2 separate regions of the Ovis aries genome follow, and region 1 is linked to region 2. A link is a contact called in public Hi-C data. All regions are on one chromosome and are shown on one strand. Each heading gives the region's core, a stretch centred on a gene start, on an enhancer-like site or on the middle of the called end of the contact. The rest is flanking DNA. Distances are from core to core; before and after follow the strand shown.

What was found. Hi-C and Micro-C count contacts between places; a contact is called where the count stands out from the background.
Region 1: a contact with region 2 is called in a Hi-C map of liver, with 3 times the contacts expected there. The contact joins the promoter of HSP90AB1 here to the enhancer-like site in region 2. A contact is called at or near these places in 4 of 16 Hi-C or Micro-C datasets (hypothalamus, liver, omental adipose tissue and 1 more).

What each region holds. Positions count from the first base shown.
Region 1 is chr20:17,733,127-17,737,407 of ARS-UI_Ramb_v3.0, forward strand. It overlaps HSP90AB1 (heat shock protein 90 alpha family class B member 1), which reads left to right and starts at 1,505. Exons shown (of 12, transcript XM_004018854.6): 1 at 1,505-1,604; 2 at 2,946-3,092; 3 at 3,405-3,611; 4 at 3,706-3,865; 5 at 4,013-4,146; 6 at 4,264-4,281. The coding sequence starts at 2,946. LOC105603715 (a long non-coding RNA gene) reads right to left here and starts at 749. Exons shown (of 3, transcript XR_009597730.1): 1 at 685-749; 2 at 1-338.
Region 2 is chr20:17,624,612-17,628,872 of ARS-UI_Ramb_v3.0, forward strand. No RefSeq gene overlaps it. Among named protein-coding and RNA genes, the nearest start is that of TMEM63B, 16 kb to the right of the region's middle. Within about 2 kb of position 2,145, at least 19 of the 54 cell types and tissues checked have an H3K27ac peak or open chromatin away from gene starts, as enhancers often do. A contact at or near this core is called in liver and tail adipose tissue, where this site is marked.

The DNA of each region.
Region 1 (4,281 bases), core at 255-2,754, 110 kb after region 2:
CTGGACATCCACAAGGTCACAGCGTAGGGAGGGGCCATTCTCTCCTGGAGGGTATCTGCGTTAAAGGAGGCTTCAGAAATAAGGCCTTGGAAAAGTAAGGCCAGCTCACCAGCTGGAGAGCACGCAAACGTGGCAGAGACAGCAGAGAAGGGCGTCCCTCTGGCACTCCCTAGGCAGGTCCATGGCCTTGAGGCTCCTGGGCCACAGCCGAAGGGGAACGACTTGCTTCTGGCACCTGGATGGGGCCACACTCTGACCAGCGTCCTCATGCTGCCTCCAAGAACTCCTGCCACCCTGCAGGAGTCCTGGGAGACCGGACTCTTCCCAGATCTAGGCAGCTGCAGGAGGAGGGAAGAGGGTGGGGAAAAAAAAGAAAAAGGAAGCCAGACTGAGAAACAACTCGATATTCAAGTCTCTGCGCTCCCTCACCTGTGGGCGGCTGGGGGTTGGGGGTGGGAGCGGTCCGTCGGGTAAGCGACCGCATCCCCAGTGTCTGCTCTCGGAAGGCGGCACCCTCAGAGCCGCCCCACCGGCCGGTGTGCTGTGTGATCGATGGGGGGAGAAGTGGGGTCATCCCCGCTCCACCCCACCCGGACGCAGTGCCCGGCTAGCTGGGTCTGGCGGGTAGGGTAATGGATCCCCTCTGCAGTTTCCTGGAGGAAATGTAATGAAGGTATAGCCTACTTGGACACCAGGATCCCAGCAGTGCGGTTGAGGGGCGGAGCCACCGCGGAGGCACAGCCCAGGCCGCAGAGGGCGGGGCGGGGCCTCAAGGGAAGGGGCGGGGCAGGGCCGCCCCGGCCGGTCTGGAAGCTGCTGGAAGTGTCGCAGCGCCGCCGCCCTGGATCCTTCCGCCGCGTGTGCAGTCAAAGAGTCCCCTGGCCGGCTGGAGCCAGCGCCCGGCCCGCAGCCGGAGCCACGCCTCGCCGCGAAACGCCGGCCCGCCGCGGGAGGGCCTGTATTCCAGGCATGCCCACAAAGTGGGACCTTTAATTCCGCAACGCCCGCGGAAAAGAACCCTTTCCCGTATCAGGCAATTAGAGTATGTGTAGGGCAGCTTCTAATGAGGAGGTCGAGCCTCGGAGCGTAGGGGGGAGTGGGTGACCCCTGTTTAGGCTTGGACCTTAGTCCCGAGGCTGGGACTGTCAGGAGTGGAGATGCCTGCCCTGCAGGTTTTCACAGAGGTCAGTGGGGAATCCTCGCTTCTAGTTCCACCGTTTATGTTATATGATTACTCCCAACATATGTTTCTGATGGTGTCCTGTTTTAGGAACGCGGAGACGGGGCTGTGAACAGGAGTAAATAAGTGTACTTGATCTCAAGGCCGGCGGCTCCCGCCTTTCAAGGTCCCCTCCCCTATTTTGGACCGTGACGTCAAGGTGGGCGGGCGGGCGGCGGCAGGTGCGCGGCAGACAGGCATCCTCCTTTAAGGCGGAGGGATCCGGGGGCGGGCAGCTGGGCGGTGCTTCGCCTTATATAAAGTGATTGGGGGCACACAGCCGTTCTCTCGAGTCACCCCCGCGCAGCCTTCTTGTGGCGAGTGAGCCCGAGGAAGCCATTGCCTGCTCGGTGTTCTCTAATACCTGTGATTGTTATCCTTGAAGGTAAGGCTCCTGTCTCATCTGGGCTTTTCAGATTAGCTTGTTCTTTCGCGTTGCTTTCGGCCCACGCATCCTTTCCGAGACCTACATCTCGTGTTGGGACCGGTTCTGGCGTAACGCTCCCATTGCTTCTCTTGGGGGAGGGCTGGGAGCGAGCTTTTGAGTTTAGACTCTATGTGATTGGCGGCGGGGCTGCTTTCCCGCAGCTATAAAGCGTTGTTTCGTGGGGCCGCAGAATGGGGCGGGGGGGTAGGCACTGCACGTGGTGGCCGCGCCGGCCCGGGACGCTGCCATGTTTGCCTCTCCACTTCCGGACGCGGCTACGGGGCGCCGGAGGGTCCCCGAGCCGGGCGGGTGGGCGCGCCCTCTGTGACTCAGCAAGGCTGGTCATGACCAGGTTTTGCCACTTGTTCTATCGGACACAATTTTTTTAAAGTCCTTTCTTTCGGGGCTTTTCCGTGAGGCTCTGCGAAGAGCTCCGTTTTCGGTCGCCGGCGGCGTATGTCGTGCTTCCTCCATCCTTCCAGATCTTTCCTGCGTCTCGGTGGAGGAGGGGCTGGCGAGCGGAGGGGGCAGGCTTTGGGATTCGTGGGCACGTCCCTTCCCCCGCCCCTCTCCGAGAACTGAGATTGTTCTGGAAGCTTCTGGAGCCCGGCGCCCCGCCCTGGTGCCCGGATGTTGGGGCGAAGGGAGGCTGCGCGGTGGCGCCCCCTCCTCGCGTGGTCGACGCATGTCCAGCCGTGACGAGAGTCGGCCCCGCAGACTAAGGCCACCATCTTAGTGTTTGGTTTGGGCTTGAGCTTCAGTCACGTGTGCAGAGAGGTCACGATGGAGCCCTTTCTTTATCGGTTCTTTGTCTTGATAGCCCACCTGGATGGGCATTCCGCCAATCTCGAGTTAGCTGTCCCTACTACGGGAGGCAGCAGTACCACATTATCTCCTTGGAGTTACCTAATGGGAGGACAGTTTTAAATGATTGCCCTTTAATGTGAAACTAATTACTTTGAAGGTGGAACGATAGTAATTTGCGTATTTAAATATATGGGAATTTACCTCGCTTTCGAGATACCTGGGTTGGAGTGCCTAACTAGATTGTGCTGATCTATGATTCACTTAACAGGAGTTTGGGTTCACAATAACTTGCAAGAAACATTAGCGCAATTTGTTCAGTGTGTTAGGTGCGCCCCTCCCCCCGTTGTTTCTAAGGGTGCTGCCTGAAATTGATAGAGGGAAGGATTTTCCAGTCTTTGTACCCAGCTCAAAACAGTTTGAATAGAGTCTCCTTAAGTGTATTGTGGCTGAGGGTGAACTTGAGGAGTCTTAAATTCTTGCTTTTTATTTTAGATGCCTGAGGAAGTGCACCATGGAGAGGAGGAGGTGGAGACATTTGCCTTCCAGGCAGAAATTGCCCAACTCATGTCTCTTATTATCAACACCTTCTATTCCAACAAGGAAATTTTTCTTCGGGAGTTGATCAGTAATGCTTCTGATGTGAGTGCCCTGAATGTCTTCATTGACGTTGGTTTTTTGTTTCTCAAGTACTCCAAGAGAGGGAAAGTGGGGGTGGTTTGGCATTTTGTGGTGTTAACTGATAAAGGGGGGATATAAACTTAACTGCTGTTCCAAAAAGTATTGCCTTGCTCTCTGTGGATAGATGGGATACTGTAACCCACTGGATGTCGTTCTCAACCTACAAGCTAAAGGAGTAATCAGAATTAGCGTATTTGGGGAGTTTAAAAAACTTTTTGGGTGAGATGGGTTTTGAGGAAGCAGAATTGTAAAACTGCAATTTTGTACTTTCAGGCCTTGGACAAGATTCGCTATGAAAGCCTGACAGACCCTTCTAAATTGGACAGTGGTAAAGAGCTGAAAATTGACATCATCCCGAATCCCCAGGAGCGTACTCTGACTCTGGTAGACACGGGCATTGGCATGACCAAAGCTGATCTTGTAAATAATTTGGGAACCATTGCCAAGTCTGGCACTAAAGCATTTATGGAGGCTCTTCAGGTACGTGGTTGGTTAGGCACACTCCATTTATATTATTGGTGTTTGCTTTGCCATTTCTTTGAAACTTGAGTTTGACTTTTAAACTTTTTGGCAGGCTGGTGCAGACATCTCCATGATTGGGCAGTTTGGTGTGGGCTTCTACTCTGCCTACCTAGTGGCAGAGAAAGTGGTGGTGATCACAAAGCATAATGATGATGAACAGTATGCTTGGGAGTCTTCTGCCGGGGGTTCCTTCACTGTCCGGGCTGACCATGGTAAGTTGGCTTTCCTGTTAAGGTGTCTGGATTAGCATTCTGGGGAAACACTAATGAAGATCTTGAGTATTGTATGTGTAAAGCAGTTATAGTTCTGCGTTTGTTTATTTAGTTTCTTATATTCTGTTCTGATTAATTTTTTTCTAGGTGAGCCTATTGGCCGTGGTACCAAAGTGATTCTCCACCTGAAGGAAGACCAGACAGAATACTTGGAAGAGAGGCGGGTCAAAGAAGTGGTGAAGAAGCACTCTCAGTTCATAGGCTATCCCATCACACTTTATGTGAGTATGGACTGGTAACTCAAGTGCAGGTAACTGCTGCTTGAGAGAATTGCATGGACTTTGGGGTTTTTTTTTTGCTTTTTTGTACTCTGAAACTGTCATCTTTGATACTTCTAGCTGGAGAAAGAACGTGAG
Region 2 (4,261 bases), core at 895-3,394:
GAATACTGGAGTGGGTAGCCTGTCCCTTTTCCAGGGGATCTTCCTGACCCAGGAATCAAACCGAGGTCTCCTGCTTTGCAGGCAGATTCTTTACCAGCTGAGCTATATATATGCTTCCCTGGTGTGTCTATATATATATATATGTGTGTGTGTGTTGTGTGTGTGTGTGTGTGTGTGTGTATATATCCCCCCCTCTTTTTTAGATTTCCTTCCCATTTAGGTCACCATAGCGCACTAAGCAGAGTTCCCTGTGCTGTAAAGTAGGTTCTCAACAGTTAACTATTTTATACACAGTAGGTGGGCTGCGGTCCATGGGGTTGCGAAGAGTCGGATATGACTGAGCGACTTCCCCTTCACTTTTCACTTTCATGCATTGGAGAGGGAAATGGCAACCCACTCCAGTGTTCTTGCCTGGAGAATCCCAGGGACGGGGGAGCCTGGTGGGCTGCCGTCTATGGGGTCGCACAGAGTCAGACACGACTGAAGTGACTTGGCGGCGGCAGCAGCAGCAGTGTGCACGTGTCAGTCTTAAATCTCCCCATTCATCCCACTTCCCCCCTCTCCCCTTAGCATCCACTTGTGTCTGTGTACCACAACTTTACCCTCTACATCTGTGTCTTGTTCCAATTTTGTCTATGTGCTGCAAAGTGAGCACCCATGCAAGGATTCTTAATCATTTGTCTATTGTGGGGACCCTGCCTGGAGAAACAAAATTCGCAGACAACTCTAAAATCTCATTTCAAGCAAGGGTTTCATTCTTCTTCATGAGCAAACCTTTAACCAGAACCGGCAGCAAACCGATGAGTCAATGTAAGTGGGTAAGGACAGTGCCAGTACAGTACATGAACACGTGCCAGCTGGGCAGGGCATTGGGTGAGCCTGTGGGGCTGGGGCGCCACCGCCCACTCCCAGCCTGGGAAATCCTGGCAGGCCCGGCACAGCATCCCCAGGAAAGGCCGGCACTGGGAGAGAAGGTCTCGCTGTTTCCTCTTTCTCAGGAGAGACAAATCAACAAGGAGCCCAAAGCAGGGAGCCGGGAGGGTGGCTCTGATGGCCCGCCCACCAGATCATCAGTCTCAACTGACCGAGAGTTGCCTCTATTTGTCATGTAAATATTTGCCCTAAAATCAACTGCCAATCACAGTTTCATAATACCCAGGGGTATCCCAATTATCCAAGGGCTCTGATGAAATTCTCAAAATAAGTTTAAATTCACTTCCTTTAAAAAAAAAAAAAAGGGACTTCCCTGGCTGTCCAGGGGTTGAGACTCCACGTTTCCAAGACAGGGGGCACAAGTTCAATCCCTGGTCAGGGAGCTTAAGATTCCACATGCTGCACAGTGTGGCCAACAAAATAAAAATAAAATTTTAAAAAGCTAGTGGTATGTCTTACGAGATAGCCTGTCATAATATTAAGCAAGTGACAGCTGGTTATCACTGAATCTGACTGGAAACCACTGGCTTTAAGAAATCATAAAGAAACTGGCTTGATGGTAAAAATGGAGAAGCGAACTCATTTTCACTTTGAGCCTAGAAGTCCAACTAATTCGGGAAATTACAAGCATTTGGCAAAAACAATTCAGCAAATGTCCAAAATACTGAGGGGAACTAACCTGCAGGTAGGAAACAATAAAATGAAATCCTGAAATTTTTTTTTTGTTGTTGAAAGACTGAATTACAAAATTAGGGGAAGGAAAGAAAAGCAGCTGTTGGGACAGATTTGAATTTCAGTTAATCATCTGATTCCAGTATCATGCAATTTTCATCAAAAACAAGAATTCTCAGCAGCTGAGAGAGGACATGAGGCCAAGAAAGGCAATAGGAGGATGGAGCAGAGAGGCCAAGGAGGCTGAGATAGCTGAGGCCCGGCCACGCCCTGGCCCCACCCCTGCAGAGGGGAGGAGGCCGGCCTCTGGCAGGTCCTCCCCACCAGTGCCCCTCCAATCCCCCCACTTCACTAAAGCAAGGCTGGGCTTGAGGGTATGAGGGACTGCCTGCCATCCAGGCAGTGATGTGGCCTCACCATCCCTGCTAGAGGTGGTTGGCTTTGGATTATTTTTCCAGGAGTGTTTATGGCCACAGGCTGATCCCTGCATTCTTTGCCTAGGTCCCCATCTGCCGCCAAGGGCACACCCTTCCAGGTGGCTGGGGTGAGGGCCATGCCTGGTGACCCTGGAGGCACGCCCACCAGTGGCGGAGCCAGCTCCCTGAGGCGGTGACTCGCCCAGGCACTTGGCTAGTTCGCCGCACAGGCCTGATGGGAAGCCAGTCTCCAAACCACAAGCCCCGATGTTCAAGGTCTGTCTGGCAGTGGGGCAGCAGAGGGAGTCAACCCGAGGGTGGAGCCGGAGGCTGCGATGCTGCAGCAGACTCATGGATGAGGTCTATGAACCCAGAGAGATGAGGCTCTTTGACTTGTCAGAGGCAGCTTCTTAAGGGCGGAGGAGGAAAAACAACAAAAGCAAGTTTATACTCATAGGGAAACATAATCTGTGATTATAAATATTTCATGAGCAAAGAAAGCAGTACTGACTGAGAGACTGGGGTGGGGAGGGTGGACAGCAAATTAGATTCCAGTTTGCAAAGTGATAGGGCAGCTGGGATAGAGCGCAGCCTAGGCTATTCTGGGCTGTGCGCCGGAGGCCCTGCGTCACGGTCACTGTCAGGGAGCAGGCTCTGGCCCCCGGCCCCTGGAAACCACAGCCTTCCCACGGTCAGCACAGAACACCTTGGGAGGCAGTCATGGGGGGAGGAGGGGGCGGGGAGTGGGTGGCAGGACGGTCATTTGAATGACTTGGGCAAACTTCAACAGCAGGGAGGCGGGCCAGTGCCCTGCAGACCCATGAAAGGATGAACATGCATTCTGCTGACTAAGGGCGGGGGGAGAAGTGAGCCCGACCCCAGAAAGCAAGTGCCCTTCCAAGCTAGAGGGCAGCTCTGGTCAAGCCACCCTGGTCAGAGCAAAGGCGATGCCCGGAGCAGGTGGTGCCAGACTGAGGACAAGCCCGCCCTTCCTTTCCCTCAGGACAGGGGTCTCTCTCTCTCCTGCAGCCCTTGAGAAGCAGCCCAGAAAGCAGAGGCCTTAAGGGATTGCTGAGTAGCAGCTGCTGCAGCAGAGACTCTCCCCACTGGGCAAGCAGGTCCCAGTGTGGGACAGAGACCTCAGCCAGTCTAACAGCCCTTCCAGAGGGCCGGAGGAAGAGGGCGGTTACTCCTAAAATACCCGGAGGCCCTTGAATCAGGCTAGGTCAGAGGAGCCCTGGCGACTGGTGCACACCTCAACCAGGAAGATGGAAACAATCTCCGCTTCCAAGCAGTCAAGGCGGAGCTAGAAAGGCTCCAAGAGAAGCCACTGAATCTGGGAAAACCAGACAGTTATCACCTAGACTCACAGCCGGTGAGACTCTGCTCAAGACGGCAAGGACTCCACAGCCATGAAAGACCCCAAGACGTCATGGGAGGACCCCCTGAGCTGAAGTCACTGATTGGATATGCCCTTGAGACCAGCTACTAGTTGCAAGAATCACCCTGAGGAATCACGTTACCTCTGAAAGGCAAGTCCTTGTGGAAAATACAGGATCAGGGGCTGCCAAACCTAAGGACCATGAGGAACTCCAAAAATGCACATCCACATAAATGCTTTCAGGACACACCCTAAGCGCTATTCCAACTGAAGAGACTGTTTACATCCAGCTACCTGCGGGACACCTCTCAGAGGCGCCTCCGTGTGGACCCCCCAAAGCGCCTCCTCCCCCACCCTTGGGCCTCTCCCGGAGCACCCAGTTCAGCGTTCTGCAGGACCAATCACACAGCAAAGGGAGCCGGACACCAGGGCCCCATTGGCCCTTCCCCAGCGTCCAAGCACACCACCAAGCCCAGTCAACTGTACCTACTAAAGGCTTCTGCTCCCCTCCTCCACCCTAGGCCAACAGCACATCATGGTGCACTCTGGCCTCCCCAAGTGCCCCTCCACGATCAGTCTCCTTCAGGAGATCAGCAGGGAGGTGGGCCAGTGCCCTGCAGACCCATGAAAGGATGAACATGCATTCTGCTGACTAAGGGCGGGGGGAGAAGTGAGCCCGACCCCAGAAAGCAAGTGCCCTTCCAAGCTAGATACAGGAAGATAGAGGAAGTCTCCTGTATCTTCCTTCCCACCACTCCAACCCTGCTTGCTAAATACCCTACACCAGTATCCCAGCACCCCCAGGATGCGGCAGACTTCCCAGGCCCAGCCAGCGCTGCCTCTTCCAGCCCCATCCTTC